3 separate regions of the Sus scrofa genome follow, and regions 1 and 3 are each linked to region 2. A link is a contact called in public Hi-C and HiChIP or PLAC-seq data. All regions are on one chromosome and are shown on one strand. The core of a region is the stretch at or near the end of the contact, and the rest is flanking DNA. Distances in the headings are between cores, read along the strand shown. Region 1 overlaps LOC110262151 (a long non-coding RNA gene). Region 2 overlaps MAML3 (mastermind-like protein 3). Region 3 overlaps MAML3 (mastermind-like protein 3).

Region 1 (4,988 bases), core at 1,370-3,869, 480 kb before region 2:
TTCAGTTTCTCCATCTGTTGGTGGAAAGAGTGATACATGATACCTGGCTCTCAGAGTGTCAGGAACATCTTTGTAAAACACTGGGAGATGCTACAAGTGACTCTTTTGACTTCATGCTTCCCTTTATGTGGTCAAATAAAACCCCATCCGATGGGCGAAAAATTGCAGACCGCATGTAGTTTTTCAATAAGAAGCTAGTCTTATACCTGAAGAAGTAATTGCATTTCTTTATTGATCAGTGGATGGTGTACCATGAAACCCATGTCAATGGCATGACCTAAATATTTGTTTAAATAATAAATCAATAAGCCTAAGCATGTGCAGGATACACGCATGGCTGCTATTATTTATACTAGTTTACTTTCCTCCTTCCAAATGCATTTCCACTACTTTTAATATTCAGAGTGTGCTTGTTCTTACCACACATACACACACACGCGTGCGTGCATGCACACACATGGTAGGATAGCAGCAAGATGGTATCATCACTCCTATTTTATAGATGAGAAAACTTAAACCGGGAGAAGTAAATGGATCGTCAAGTCCACATGGACAATTAGGGGCAGAGTTAGGCAAATATAAGTCTCCTGTCTCAAATTCTGGTGCTCAGCCTTCTCAGCCTCATTTTTTTTAATCATCCTGGAGACTGGACTTTTTTCTTCTCTGTTCTTGTACATCTTTTGCTCCCCACTTACTGATGTAACAGGGCTGTGGGTACCTTCTCCCACCCCTTCTCTGGGAACAGAGCCTTCCAAAGCAACGCATTCCTCCCGTCCTCCAGCAAGGTCTGCAGTGAAGTGAGAGCTCAGACATGCCTGCTTGTTAAGCTGGTTCCTCCTTGCAAGCCTGAAGAAAAACTTGCCCCAGATCACATTGCCCCGTCCCCGAGACCTCCCAACTGCTCTAAGTGGAGGAGCCAGTCAAGCTGCACAAGTCAGCTTTGGGCTGAAAGAGCCTGGTGGTGATGCTCTCACAGACGCATTCGCTTTGTATGTGCTTCTCAAGTGTATCCAGGCTTAAGAATCAGAAGCGAAAGCGTGGGCTGCACACCAAAAGAGCACTTTAAGCTGGTGTTTTGTTTTGTTGTTTTTTTTTTTTTTCCCTGTGAGGAATTGAATTGCAAAGATGATCAGAGACTGACGAAGAAACTGAGAAAAGCTGCAGCTGATGAGACACCAACTCCATTGTTGACACACATTTAAGAGTGACTAGTTGTCTGCCTGCCCTTCGCCCATCCAGGTTGCTTTGAAATTCCTTCCCAGGAAGCACCCCATGGCAGGCATCGCTCTGAAAAAAAAAAAAAAAAAAAAAAAAGTCCTACCAAGATTTTTAAACAGTGAGACGAAGAAGGCTGTGAAGGGGAACCCCACCAGCCGGACAGCTAGCCCACTGCTGCTGCCTGGGGTCTGGCTGCTGGAGCTCAGAGAGGACCAGCCTCTCAAAGATGCTCCCTTTGGTCCCACTCGCACTGCTCCTGCCAGGACCGGCATCCCTGGGAAATTGCCCTGGAAAATGAGCAGTTCCTTTTCAACAGCATACTCCCAGCTGCTCCCCACCTCTGTGGCTGCTCTTGGATATGACAGAGCGGCTGGCCCGGCCTGGCTCTGCTCTCACTGCTGGAGACCAAGGGAGAGCCCGAGCTGGAAGGCACAGTGGGCAGAAGCAAGGTGGGCAGCCAGCCCTGGGTAGCACGCCCGCCTTCCTCCTGCTTGGTTTCCTCCAGCTTTGGGTTGATAGGGTAGGTGGTTTGAGGTTCGGGTATCCTTCTAAAAGCCTATCAGTCTCCCCTCCTCTTCCTGAATAGCCTGTGCACCTTCACCCACCCTAAAGCCCTGCCTGGAAACAGAACACTGCGGCCAGCCCTCCCCCCCAGGAGCCAGAAGGGCCAGATCTGGCTCAGAGCCAGCCTCTGAAGAAACAGCAGAGGGCAGAGAGAGGCGGTGGGCGGGGCACGCCGCCTTGTGTTACACATTCAAAGCCTAATTTTGGATCAGAGTCATACTTGTAGCCAAGCCTGAAAGATCACTGAGGCCCCCAAATGAACCCACAGCTCTGAGCTGGGTCCTGAGCGAATCCACTCATGCCCACCTGCTGCTCTCTTAGTTAGAGGCTAAGCCAGATTTGTTTGGATTTTCCCTGTTTTTGTTTTTGTTTTTAAAGCAACATCAGTTGTCTCTTGGCCTTCTGCTAGCTGAGGGTCTATTTCCCAAGCCCATCTATGGCTCACAAACCACCTCAACTAGGATGCTGACCAGAAGCCAGGATCCCTCCTGCTCCCCCCACCCTGCATTAGTCTTAGGAGCACACCACCCTGCTTGGGGTGGCACCAGCCCAGACAATAGGCCAGCAGGGCAGGGCGAGGGCAGCTGCAGGTGACAGAGCAAGCGCCTTCCCAGGGACAGTAAAAATGACCCTCTCTGACATGGGAGAGAGAGGAGACAGCTGGCCTCTGGGAGCCACCGGAGGGAGAAGGGCTGCTCTCTCTTCTTCCAAGGGTGTGGGCATTTCCTTCGGAGGATTTGCTGCTGCCAAGAGCAGGCTGTTGCCTCCCTGGAACTCCGCGTATCAGGATGCTTGTTTGCAGAGCTGGCCGGCCAGCCGCCCGGAGCAGCTGGTTGTAATTATGCGTTGCAGCTTCAGAGGAAGTTGCTGGCTGAGGGAGCGTGCGCTGGGCCTGGCTGCACACGGGCTGCTGGGCTTAAGGGAACAATGGAGACAGAAACCAGTGGCAGCAGGGAAAGGGGAGGAGCAGGACGAGGGTGAAGACAGGCAGAAAGAAAGGGCGCAAGCTGTTCCCGGCGCCGAACGTGGAGAACCCCGTGCGGGCACTCCAAGGACCCCGGCTCGCATTCCCAGACTTAAGACCAGAGTCTGTCCCCTGTGGGAACAGCCTCTTGACTCTTCTTTTTTTTTTTGCTTTTTTTTCTTTCAAAGCTGTACCTGCCGAAGCCTGGGTTTCCAGAAGTCTGCCTGGCTGACATGTTGAATAGCACTCCTCAGCCTGTTTAATCTAAATTGACTGCATCTTTGTAGCAGCTGGCCACAGGGAAAAACAAAAGAATTCACGATAAAAAAAAAGGCCAAATCTCTCCTGACTAGAAAGTCCGACAGCCGCCGCAGCACTTAAACATTTCAGTACCACACTGAACGCTGCACCCAGATGCGGACATCAGGAGGCAGAGAGAAAAAGACAACTGTACAGAAATGAAATATGGGTTAATTAATAAGTTGTGCTTTTTTTCTTTCCCTGGATGGAGCAAAGACTTATTAATGTCTGGTTCTTTATAGTTTCCTAGAGGTCTTCAGTGTTTCCTAATTCGAACTACGTGGAAAATGAATACGGGGTGGGGGGCCCATCTCCCTGCTGCAGTGTCTGGAGCCCTGGCCTCACACCAGCAGCGATCTCCCATCACACGTACAGACACTCCCCTGCATGTCGCTCCGTGTTTCCTTCCTCCTTCCATCAGGAGGTTGCCTGCAGCACCCACACGGCTGGGAGGCCCCACCAAAGGATCCAGAATCCCACATTTTTGCCAGCTTCAGGGAACCATTTCAAGGCCCGCATCAGACCCGCAGACAGGCCTGAGATTTCCTGTGGCCTCTTGATGACCCCTCTCTACTTGAACAACTCCTGATTTATGTCGCTTTCAGAGGGCGGGTGTCTTACCTGGGATTGGGCACCCTTGATGTCTGCAAGTGACAGCCATGCACAATGACACACGATCGGCTCGGGCTTGTCAATGAGGAGGCAATTTCATTACCTTTCCCCCTTGCCCATTGCCCAGCACACGACTGCTTGGAATGCCATCCATCAGGAGGCGTGAATGCAGAGAAGTGCCATCCTGTGTGTGGGCATGGCAGCCTCGTACCCCAGTGGTGAATGGAAATGCATGATGACACTCTTCTCTTTGGGACTGATGACTCGGATCTTATTGCCCGGGTGGAGATCTCGTGGCTGTGGGTCAAAAGGATTTTTCCAGTAGGCAATATTTTTTTCTTCCTTTTCCCTCTCCTCCTTCCACATGAGGCTCTACATTTTCTAAACACACACACACACACACACACACACTGTTAATTCCTAGAGCCATGCTAGTCCATATAGTAGCCGGTAGCCATATTACATTAGTTAAATAAAACTGAAAATTCAGTTCTTCAATCACTCCAGGAATATTTCAAGTGTTCCACAACCACGCAGGGGCAGGGGCTAAGTTATTGCCTAGAGTTCCAGAACATTTCCATCACTGCAGAAAGTTCTAGTAGATACCTTGTCTTAGAGCATCTATTTGCTCTTATATCTTAGGACTCCTCTTTCTTTCACAATCCTCTGCCAATCATTTTTACAAAGGTGAAACTTTTTTTTTCTTTAGCTGCCTAAAACTAATTAGCTCCCTTTAGGCTCCTAAGGGCATGCTCCCTGGCCACTGTGCTAGTAGAACCTTTTCAAATAGTTGAACAGGGTGTGGCATCCTAGACCTTGAAGTTAGCAGGATTAGTCGCAGGCAGTCCTGACCCTACCCTATTCCTGTAGATAATTTTCCTAGACAGTCCTAATCCTAGCTAGAAGAAGAAGCTACTACAAGTCTAAGCAGTGAGTCAGGAAAGATACCAAGGCATCTCCATAAAAATTTGCACAATAAATAGAGAGTAATAGCTCCTTTAGAACTACAAGGTAGACCGCCCTACAAGTTCCTGGCAGCGGGGCTTTGAAGTTGGGCAGAGATGCACAAAGCAATGAAGCACTTTGATGCAGCTGGAAGCACCTTCAAAGCTTCCAGGGGCAGAGATTACAACCACTACCTGTAACCACAGTTTAGGTCCTTTGTGTGGCTGTTGTTGGGGGCAGGGACTGGACCACACAACAATTAAAAATACATCGAGAGCTACACTGGAAGCACCGTCCCCAAACTGTCTACAACCAAAGGAAACAAAGGATAGGATAGTTCATGGAACATTTTTGCTGGAAAATTAAAAATTCCACCCGCGTTTCT
Region 2 (4,899 bases), core at 427-2,926:
CTCTGCAGCCTCCACAGCAGAGATGCAGGACCACTGACCTTTCTGGAAGAATCATGGCGCCATAATCTCCTTTCAGAACTCTTGGGTTTACATTCCCTGAGCTGCCCTCGGAAATTTTGAGAGTTCTTCTTCCAAATGCAGAAGAATTTTCAATAGAAACCTAAGAAATGCAGCACCCTGAATTGCTCTTGAAAATGCAGGGCTTGCAATCCAGTCAGGGCACAGAGAGTGCTCAAGCCCCAGAATGCAGTTTGTGCCTATAAACCAGGATTATCTGCCCAGGTGTTTCTTAAAATGTGGGTGTGGTAATTCTCAGAGGGCATGTTAAACTGTTCCCAGGGGCTCTGATTCAGGAGGCCTGCCCGCCCCCCCCCAGCCTGAGAATTTGCATTTCTAACAAGCTCTCAGGTGATGCTAATGGTGCCAGTTCTGGAACCACACTTTGAGAAGCCCTGATTTAGCCCATCATGGTTTCCCAGCAGCCCGCACTGGAGGTGGGAGAGGTTTCAGCACCTTCCTGAGCATCTTCTTAGCACTTTCTCTCTACAGCTCTTTCAAAGTTTCTCTTGCTGAGGGAGGAGTCCTATGGATGTGATTTTCATTTGAGAAGGTGGAGATTGAGACAGAGACATCAAATGGGTCCTGGAGCCTCTTAGTGCCAGTTCCCCACCCTTGAGCCCCTGGGAGACACAGCCAGATGCCTCCGCACAGCCTCCTAGGGAGTGTGGGTTCTCTGCCCTGAAACCGCTGAACTATTTCTCGGCAAGTGATGTTCTATGTGAAACGTCAGCTTCCACCTTTGAAAATACTTCGTCCTTCTGAAGCTTAAAATTTGAACAGTGCCTTTGCAGGAGAAAGCCCCAAAGTGTGAGGTTGGACATAGAAATGTCTTGATGTATAGAATCTAGGCAAAATTCCGTTTGGGCTGGAAAAAAAATTTTTTTTTTAATGAGTTGATCCACTTCAGTGTGTGAAAAGCCCAGAATTGTCTTCTGGGGCATGCTTTTTGTGTATGCATTGATTTTACATTTTCCTACCGGTGAACAACTCTCCTAGCAGCCCCCAAGCCCTCTGCTCCCACTTCCTTCCAGGCGGCTGGCACACACGGCCTGGCGGGAAGGGGATGGGGCAGGCACGGCGCCCCTGGGGCGCACAGCTGCCACACCGGCTGTAGAGCAGGGCGGAGTTCCTGGGGCCCTGGGCGGAAGACCTCCCGGCCCCCCGCGCCGCCCCCGCCAGCGCCCAGACCGCCGCGTCGGTTTCTTTGTTAAGGACGCCTGCGCGGAGAGTCATCTTCAGGCCGGCCGGGGGCGCACGGGCCACACTTCTGACTTCTTAGAGTCCCCTAAGGACTTGTAAGCTTACGGGCTCGAGTTGAGAGGCTAAATTACGCCCCAGGGGACTTTTTAAGTAAAATCCTAAATTTCATTGAGGCAGTTTGCAGGCCCTGCGGTGGCAAAGACATTGAGCCCAGGCTCGCCTCCCCGCGCCGGCTTGGTTGCAGCTGGGGCTGCGAGGAAGCCCGTCCCTCTCGGCCAGCCGGCCCCGGGGTCTGGGGTGCACCACTCTCCCTCCCGTCTCGGGTCGCCACCGTCCCCATCACGTCCTCCAGCTCCCGGCCCTTCCGTTTCCTTCCACGGCTTCCCCCACCCCCCACGTGAGATCTCGCTCTCCTCGGGCTGGAAGCAAAGTCGGTAATAAGAAACCAGTTCAGTGTCAGTCGGAGATGGGGGTGGGGGGAGATAACCCCAGAGATACAGGGCAATGGAGAGAGAACTCATTTTGTGTAAAGAGGGCCTCCAGTCACCAGGGAATTCCTGGATTGTCTCAGGCTGTCGTGTGTGATGTCCATCACGCCATGCGAACACCATCTGCTCGATATTATGCTCTCAGTTGCCAGGCTACCTGCTGTACGCAGTAACACTTGACTGCCTGGCTCCACGCTCGCAGCGTTAGCCCAGACGCGCGGGGCGGGGGGACGGGGTGGGGGAGGAAGGCGAGTCATGATTAAGCCATCTGCAAGCTGGGGGTGGGGGACACGCCGCGCGGGCGGAGCGGGCGGAGCAGGCGGGCTGGCAGCGAGGGCCGGGCTGACACCACCATCTGCTGGGGCAGGAGGAGAACAGCAGCTGCGTTCTTGCCGGAGGAGAACACCTGAAAAAAGACTGAAGCCCTAGGCTGCCTCCAGCCACTTCGCAAAGTCCGGGCACCCTCTCATCCCCGCCGGCCGCCTTTTGCCGTCCCCCGCCGCCCTCCATCCCCAAGGAGCTAGTCATCGTTGGTTTGCCGCCAGCAACCCCGGCCCTTCTCACCCAAATACTCTGCATGTTCTTGAAAACACATAAGAGAAATAAAGCTTCCCTACGCACAGATTTATAAATAAACAGCTGGCTGCTCTTGAGAGATATTTTTACCACAGCTGTTTTTTTGAAGTAGAAAACTGCTTCTTTGGGGAAGGTGGGGTGTTTTTTACACCTCCTACCTCTCTCCAGCCCTTAGAAAATTGCAGGGATCTTTTCCCTGGAGGAGAAGATACGTAAAATAGGTTCCTTGGTTTTGATTCCCCCCCCACCTTTATTTTAGTGAAGCATGAGAGCTTTGGGGAGTAATGAAGATCTATGTATTCAATTGGATTTCTGAGGGGAAGAGACGGAATTAAGATTCTGGGTAGAAGGCAAGGGAGGTCGTTGGGCCGGGGGTGGAGTAGAGAACAAGCTAGTAATTAAAACTAAAAATACTGCATCATTTGGCTTCAAGGCATTACATTTCTGGTGACGAAAGCTCAGCCTGGTTTTTCTCTAATTGCACACCCAGTGTGTGTCCTCCTTAGAAACAAGAGCAGTGGCTTGAAATCCTGAAATTCTCCAGACTATTGCTCATTAAGCCTTCTCAGACTGGAGGTTAAAAGCCACCATGTCATATGAAACAGCTAATGGCCTCACCAGCTCAATTTGTAAGGTGAGTCACTCCGTGCATGTGTCTTTGCACTGGGCTCACACCCCTGAGCCTGGGGCTCTAGGTGTCACTGCTGTTGAAGCAGCAGAGCTGGTTGGGAAAGTCCTACAGCTGGATCAACCTCGGATCACGGATGTTGCACATAGCCCAGGAGTCCCTGTCGTGGCTCAGTGGTTAATGACTCTGACTAGGAATCATGAGGTTGCAGGTTTGATCCCTGGCCTTGCTCAGTGGGTTAAGGATCCGGCTTTGCCGTGAGCTGTGGTGTGGGTCACAGATGCGGCTCAGATCCTGCGTTGCTGTGGCTCTGGTGTAGGCTGCCAGCTACAGCTCTGATTAGACCCCTAGCCTGGGAACCTCCATATGCCTCGGGAGCAGCCCAAGAAAAGGCAAAAATACTAATAAATAAATAAATAAATAAGTACATGGCCCTTGTCTAAAGGTCTTCAGTGAGAAACCTGAAGGCAAAACTTTTGGGTGGGAATCATTTGGAGAAATACATAATCCAGGGAAGCAGTAAGCAGACTATCACTTTGGGAAGGTATTTCCCCCACCGTGCTTTTCAGGTACAGGTCTCCTTCCCCAACCCTGGGGCCCCCATGTGAACGCAGAGCATTCCTGTGAAACCTTTCCTAAGCCGGAATGGCTTAAAGCCAAGAAGAGGCAAGTGCCTTAGGACATGTCTTGCTAAGAATGTGCAAAATAAATAAAGGGCAGATGCTCTCGCACAATCCAAAGCTCTGGCAGCTTGATGCTGAGATGCTGAGTGTAGTTCCTGGGGAAGGAGCCTGGTGGCGCCACTCCTGCTGCTGGGGCTGCCAGCTGCCTCTGTAATCATTCTCTGCAAAACAAACACTGAACACTATGTTAAATTTTCACCTTTTCTTCATAAAAGCAGAAGTCCTCTTCAGATGTCTTTTGGTTAGCAAAACAGGTACCAGTGTCGGGCTTTGGTAAAAGCAAAGTGGCGTAAAGTGAACTTTCAGAAAGTGGGGGATTTCTTTTTGGTCCGGGAAGACAGGGGCCAGAAGTGCTTAGATGATGCTACATCCTGACCTCGTTTGCCTTGATCTTTCTTTCTGGTGCAGAGAAGGCTGGGGAGGCCACACATCGCTACCTGCCACTCCCGGGCAAGCTCACAGGTCTCACAGGACCAGAATCTCTCAAAGTGCACAAAGATAAACAGGGCCAGCCCAGGCCAGGCCTCTCATAAAATCAGGCTGAAGAAAACCAGATCTTCCCTTGGGTCTCATTTTCTTTCCTGCTCTCTCCTCCTTATCAAAATTGGAAAATATCAAATATACTGAAGTACACAGTAAAAAACCCCATATAACTGTGTTTTTGCTGATTGGTTAATTACCTATACCTCTGTTGTGACTCCGCTTGTTAAAGCGTTAGCTCAGTCAACCATTTGTCTCCAGAGGTGGCAAGAAACAGCTTTATCCCATTGGAAGGAAGGGTAAGGTAAAAACAGGTAGCAAGTCTAGGGTGGAAAGAAAAGAGTGAAATATCTTGCCCTCAGCAGGGGTCAGTCATGAAGTAAACTTTTGGGTAGCATAAAGTTGCAGGCATTGTTGAGTAGAAGGTCTTTTTTATGAACATAAATATTTCGTAGCTCTCTAATAATTGTCTCTACAGAGAAAATACTCAAAGTTTTGACTTCAGCAATAGCACACATTTGAAAAACAACACAGTGTGCTTATGGGAGACATATATTTAGTCTGCAGGCAATTCTTTTTTTTTTTTTTTTTTTTTTTGTCTTTTTGCCATTTCTTGGGCCGCTCCCGCGGCATATGGAGGTTCCCAGGCTAGGGGTCAAATCGGAGCTGTAGCCGCCAGCCTATGCCAGAGGCACAGCAACGCGGGATCCAAGCCGCATCTGTGACCCACACCACAGCTCACGGCAATGCCAGATCATTAACCCACTGAGCAAGGGCAGGGATC
Region 3 (4,946 bases), core at 1,612-4,111, 270 kb before region 2:
GGTGGAGGCCTGTGGCTTCTCCAGGGTCATGTGGGAAGAGACACAGGTCAGGAGTTGGAGTCTGGGAAGCCTAGTATTTTCCTTCAACTCTCTCAGCTGTTGATTGAAGCGTGTCATCACCCTGGTCTCCCAGGTGTCCTGGACCCACGACTTTGGCATCTAACCCGATTATCCCTCCATCCTTTTGGTCCCCAAGAGCTGAATTTAAAATGGGTGAAAAGGTAAAAGTAACTAATACAGGACTCTTTTTTTCCATTGTTATTTCTTTTCCCTCTTTCTTGCTAAATCTCTGAGGCTTCCCCACCCTGCCCCCAAAAGTAACAGAATACAGAAACATGTCCCTTCCCCCTTTGCCTCATCTTCCATATCCTTAGTATTATTTTAGCTACCAGAAATTGGCATTGGGAAGAATCTCAGGAAGTGAAAGCTGTAGCAATTACTATTTCTAAGAAGGACCAGCCCAGTTTTCTTGTGAGATTTCCTTCTGCTCTTTAAATGAGTGTAGGCAATTTTCCTCAAGCCGATGGTAGATTTTTTTTTTTTTTTTTAGCTACAGTGAAATCTTTTCACCCTTTATTACACATCCTCTTTTTTTCCTAATCGTTTTAAAATCTTACCGTTTTCTCTATAGAGATCAGTATTCTCTTCAGTGGAAATTTATGATCAGAGCCATTTGAACAAAATGCAGATATGAGATTTCCCGTAATCTGTTTTCTTACTGTAATATTTGCCCCAGCAATATATAGGATGACACCCTATGTTACAGGATACATAGGCTTCTGAGATCCCCTTTCAAAGTTATTACCCACCTCTGTCCCACTATATCACCAACATTATGAAGCTTGTTATTTCTCAGGTATAACCAAGTTTATACTCATCTGAATACAGTACCCACCTCGGGGGTTGTTGGGAGGTTTAAATGAGTTAATATATGCAAAGCCCTTAAAAGTGTCTGGCATATGGTAAGATATATGTAAGTATTTGCTGTTATTAACTACCTGTTTTATTGTTTTAATTTGATAGAAGAATTTAGAATGTCAACTTCAGTTCCTCATTAACTGTGATTGGATGCAAAGCTGGCCTGAAAATTGTTTGCCCCTCAGAGGTCAACAGAACTACTTCCGTTGAATGAGAGAACATACTAATCACCCTTTTCTCCACCTTGTTGAAGGGTTTTGAAATATTCCCTAACTTACATCTTGTTCACGCCAGTACCAGCCAGGAGAGGGGAGGGCTGCAGGTCCTCCTCCCACTCTGCTTCTCCCTCTTGCCCCTTTAGAATTAAGGACAAGACAGAAGAGCATTTTCTTCAAAGCCTCAGTTGTTCTGATAAACACGAGTCAGCTTACTGTACAAGCCAGCTTAAATTTGGAAACCCCTTGCATGGCACATGATCTCAAGTGGCAGCCTCTAAGCACCCCACCTATCATTCAAGGTTGGGTAATTAAATAAGGACCGTTTGCCCACCTGGTGCTTTAAAACTGACCTGTGTTTCCCACAAGATGACTTGAGGTGGAATTATGTCACAGCACCAACATCTTTAACACCTTAGGGTGAGAGATTTCAGAGAGATCAGATTTCGTCAGGTGAGTGACAAGACTTCAACTCCTTCCTGCAGTGTATAAAAACAATGAAACATGAATGCATTTTATTGCAGAGTGTTTGACTCATGTGTGCATATTAAAATATTTTTTCGAAGACCTGTGAAATAGCGTATCTCCCTATGAATGTTTATAGCATTCATTACCAAAATTCATCTCTAGGACATATGTTTTTCTGTTTTCTCTTTCTAATCTCCTTTTGGGAGAATGGAGGGTGGGCGGAAATCAGCTTCCCCAGCTAGATCTGCGTTTTTTCCAGTTAAAAGTGAAGTTTCATTTAATTTGTGGTCTGATGGTATGGGAATTTTCCCCCCAATCTGTTGTTATTTAAAAGAGCAAACCCTATTCCTATCATCATCTGTTACCTGGGGTATTATTTAGTAAGTGCTTTGTTTGTAAACAGACAGTGGGTTTTGAGAGATCTAGTCCTGTGGTGAACACGTTTGCAGCATCCTACCGTGGCTGTTTAGCAGCTGCACTGTTAGCGTTCCTCTTTTCCATGTTTTAGTTTTAGATCTCAGTTTTGAGGTGATTTCCCCCCACCCACAATGTTTTCTAGGTTAAGGAAGATTTTACACATATTACTTGTGAAATCCCCAGTTCTTTTTCTGTCAGGGATGACTAGGAATCAGGACTGAATTAACCTGTTCTAGATCTTTTTGGGGCAAGAGGAGGAGTGAAATATTTAAAAAATTCTTCTCCTCGGCATTGTCTTGTCGTCACTACAGCCAAACAGGACAAAGGGAGGTGATGCCTTTAGGTTAAGGTTAATTTACAGATGTCAGCAGCCTGTCTCCCAACCCCATTCCACGGAGGACCCCAGTTTTTCTACCTGTGTTTTTCAGAGGAGCACAGATTTGAACTACTTTGCTGAACTTCCTCCTTCCTCTTAATTATTTATTCGATTTCACAAGCAATCCTCAACTCGTAGTAAAGAAATCAAAATCATTGTTTGTTCTTTGGATGGTTGAAAATACAGCTGTGTCCAGGGGAGTATGGGGATGGAGAGGTGTTATTTCTTATCTTAAAGAAAAAGAAAAAGAAACCCAAAACAGCAAAACTAATTAAAACGGTAGAAATCCTCTTAGCCAGGAAATGACTGTGAGTCTCTCCTCCGCAGCGGAGCAGCTGTTGTGAGCCATCAGCTGGCACCAGGCGAGCCCGGGTTTGGGGAGGGGGCTGCTGGGGGGCTTCCCTGCCCCCCCCACCCCCACGCTCTCTCTGCTCTGCGTTTGCTCTGAGCCTTCATTGTCTCCCTTCTGTGTCTAGTGTTCTTTGTCTGCGGTGGGTAGCGGTGTCTCACCCCCACTCCATAGCCAGTCTCCCTCAGCCTCTGTTCATCCCATTTTCTTTCTTTTTCCTGCTCCTCGCGCCCCCACGGCCCCTTCCTCTCTTTCCTGGTTTTATGATTCAAGTGATTGGAGAGGATCTTAGGTAAATGCTCAGAAGGTCCAGCTTCTAATGAGCTTCAAAGAAGTAAGGACATAAGATGTGATGCCTTTAAAATGGACAGTGTGACTGTGGATTTGGGAGTTACATGTTCTTGATGTAACAGTGAAAAATACTGGGGGGCTGGCATGAATGAGGGGGATAGTGCTCGCCCATCGGTCTGAAGTAAAGGGAAGGTGCTGTTGAATTACATTCCCTCCCCCAATATTCTGGGGCTTGGAGAGAACTGTCAATGTATCCTGGCTGCTGTGCCATTGTTAATAAGAAACACAACGTGATAACAAATGCCTTGTGAATTTCAATGGCCAGGTACATGTTCAGAAAGGCTTCTGAAATAAATACGTGCCTCCACATTCTGGCTGGTGTAAAGCATTAATAATGGCTTGATAGGGCTTGGCTCTAAAGAGCTCATTTACAGCCTCTCTCTTCTCTTCTGCCCATTACCTGTGGCTTACAGTGCTTTTTAAGTGATTCTCTTGCTTGTGCTGAGGAGAACAGCGAGAGGAGAAAGCTTGGGTTGACAGAACTCTTAAAGCCATTTGTAATGGACACAAAAAACTTTTCCTTGGGGGAACTTCAAGCTCTCCAGCATAGAAATCCTATAGCTGGGACAGACTTAATTCAGGGAGCCCGTCCCAAAGTTCTCTGGTAGCTCATCAAGTTAAGGATCTGGCATTGTCACTGCTGTGGCTTGGGTCACTGCTGTGGCAAGGGTTTGATCCCTGGCCCAAGGACTTCTGCTTGCTGTGAGCGCCACCAAAAAAAAAAAAAAAAAAAAAAAAATGCCAATCCCTTATTGTTCAAGATATGGAAACCGAGCTTAGAGGATGCTTTAAGACATTTCCTAGGACACAGAGCCCCATGTGTGGCCACATTAGAACTTGAATCTGGTACTTTTTAAAGACCCTTTCAGGACAAAGGCTAGTCTCTCAGTCTCCTTTGGAGGATGTCACTGGCAAAATGTTGTCCCCAAACACAGAAAGAGAGATTGATCTTGTTGGCCTTACAGGCGTCAGTCCCTTGGCTCCAGCCATCCCAGAGCTTTTGTTTCTGCTTCTCTTTTTCACACCGCTCCCTGCCCTATCCCCTACCCCTCAGTACCACTTAGTACCTTTCCTCCTTGTACCTAAGGTGTGCTCTATATTTTTCTTTCACTAGGTGCTTCCCTCCCAGTATATTTGGAATTCTGTCCAAGAGCTCCACCTAAAATGTTCTCGTAGGGTAACCCAGACCTAACCCAAAGAAGCAATGCTAATTAACATCAGTTCCAAATGTGCCCCAAGCTAGTGTGGCAGGCTCAACACAGGACAGGCCCAGGGGCGGACATCAAGTCCTGGTGCTATAGCACCAGTTCAGGGGAACATAGTAACTCCTGTGGGCCCCCCTGCAAAGTTCCCTCCAGCTCTAGAAGCTTAGGTCATCATGTATATGGACAGAGAGGAATTTTGAGAAAGAATTGGTCAGTGGAAGCATCAACCCAGTGGAACTGTGTTATTCAAAGTTCAGGCTCCTGGATCTTCAGTCCCCCATTGGAGCTGGCTGCTTTGTCCCTGCACTGCTCTGCTGCTGCCACCACAAAGCATCTCTAGCTGGCTCTGCCGGCACTTGCTCAAGGGGCTGGTGCTGCTGGTGAGGGAGGAGGCTGGGTTTCTGCTGGACAAAGGCTACCATGTCATTGAGGGGGAATTCTAATACATACAAGTTGCTTGTCTGCCAAGATGGTTTGAGTACATCTAGTAAACAAATCTAGGGATGCATGTAACCGTGTTCATGATGTTTCTGTTTTCTGTGTTGTGTGAATATTCCGACTCCAGAGTGTAAGCTCCTTTACAGGCAGCCCTGTAATGACACAGTGTTAGAGCTGAGTTGCTACTTAATAAGTACTTAATGACAATG

What was found. A called contact is a pair of places that touch in the nucleus more often than the background predicts. HiChIP or PLAC-seq counts read pairs in DNA pulled down with a chosen protein or histone mark.
Region 1: a contact with region 2 is called in an H3K27ac HiChIP or PLAC-seq map of skeletal muscle. The contact joins two enhancer-like sites. A contact is called at or near these places in 1 of 5 promoter capture datasets (liver), 24 of 47 Hi-C or Micro-C datasets (adipose tissue, alveolar macrophages, brain and 13 more) and 2 of 2 datasets of contacts at active chromatin or transcription factors (alveolar macrophages and skeletal muscle).
Region 3: a contact with region 2 is called in a Hi-C map of retroperitoneal adipose tissue, with 1.8 times the contacts expected there. The contact joins two enhancer-like sites. A contact is called at or near these places in 10 of 47 Hi-C or Micro-C datasets (brain, embryonic fibroblasts, epiblast stem cells and 6 more) and 1 of 2 datasets of contacts at active chromatin or transcription factors (skeletal muscle).

The regions. Positions count from the first base shown.
Region 1 is chr8:86,812,347-86,817,334 of Sscrofa11.1, forward strand. The region is part of intron 3 of LOC110262151 (a long non-coding RNA gene); the gene reads left to right. Among named protein-coding and RNA genes, the nearest start is that of MAML3, 65 kb to the right of the region's middle. Within about 2 kb of position 2,620, at least 59 of the 83 cell types and tissues checked have an H3K27ac peak or open chromatin away from gene starts, as enhancers often do. A contact at or near this core is called in adipose tissue, brain, fetal skeletal muscle and 5 more, where this site is marked.
Region 2 is chr8:87,289,250-87,294,148 of Sscrofa11.1, forward strand. The region is part of intron 4 of MAML3 (mastermind-like protein 3); the gene reads left to right. Among named protein-coding and RNA genes, the nearest start is that of MGST2, 100 kb to the right of the region's middle. Within about 2 kb of position 1,677, at least 69 of the 83 cell types and tissues checked have an H3K27ac peak or open chromatin away from gene starts, as enhancers often do. A contact at or near this core is called in adipose tissue, brain, fetal skeletal muscle and 5 more, where this site is marked.
Region 3 is chr8:87,021,505-87,026,450 of Sscrofa11.1, forward strand. The region is part of intron 1 of MAML3 (mastermind-like protein 3); the gene reads left to right. Among named protein-coding and RNA genes, the nearest start is that of MAML3, 140 kb to the left of the region's middle. Within about 2 kb of position 2,862, at least 9 of the 83 cell types and tissues checked have an H3K27ac peak or open chromatin away from gene starts, as enhancers often do. A contact at or near this core is called in brain and retroperitoneal adipose tissue, where this site is marked.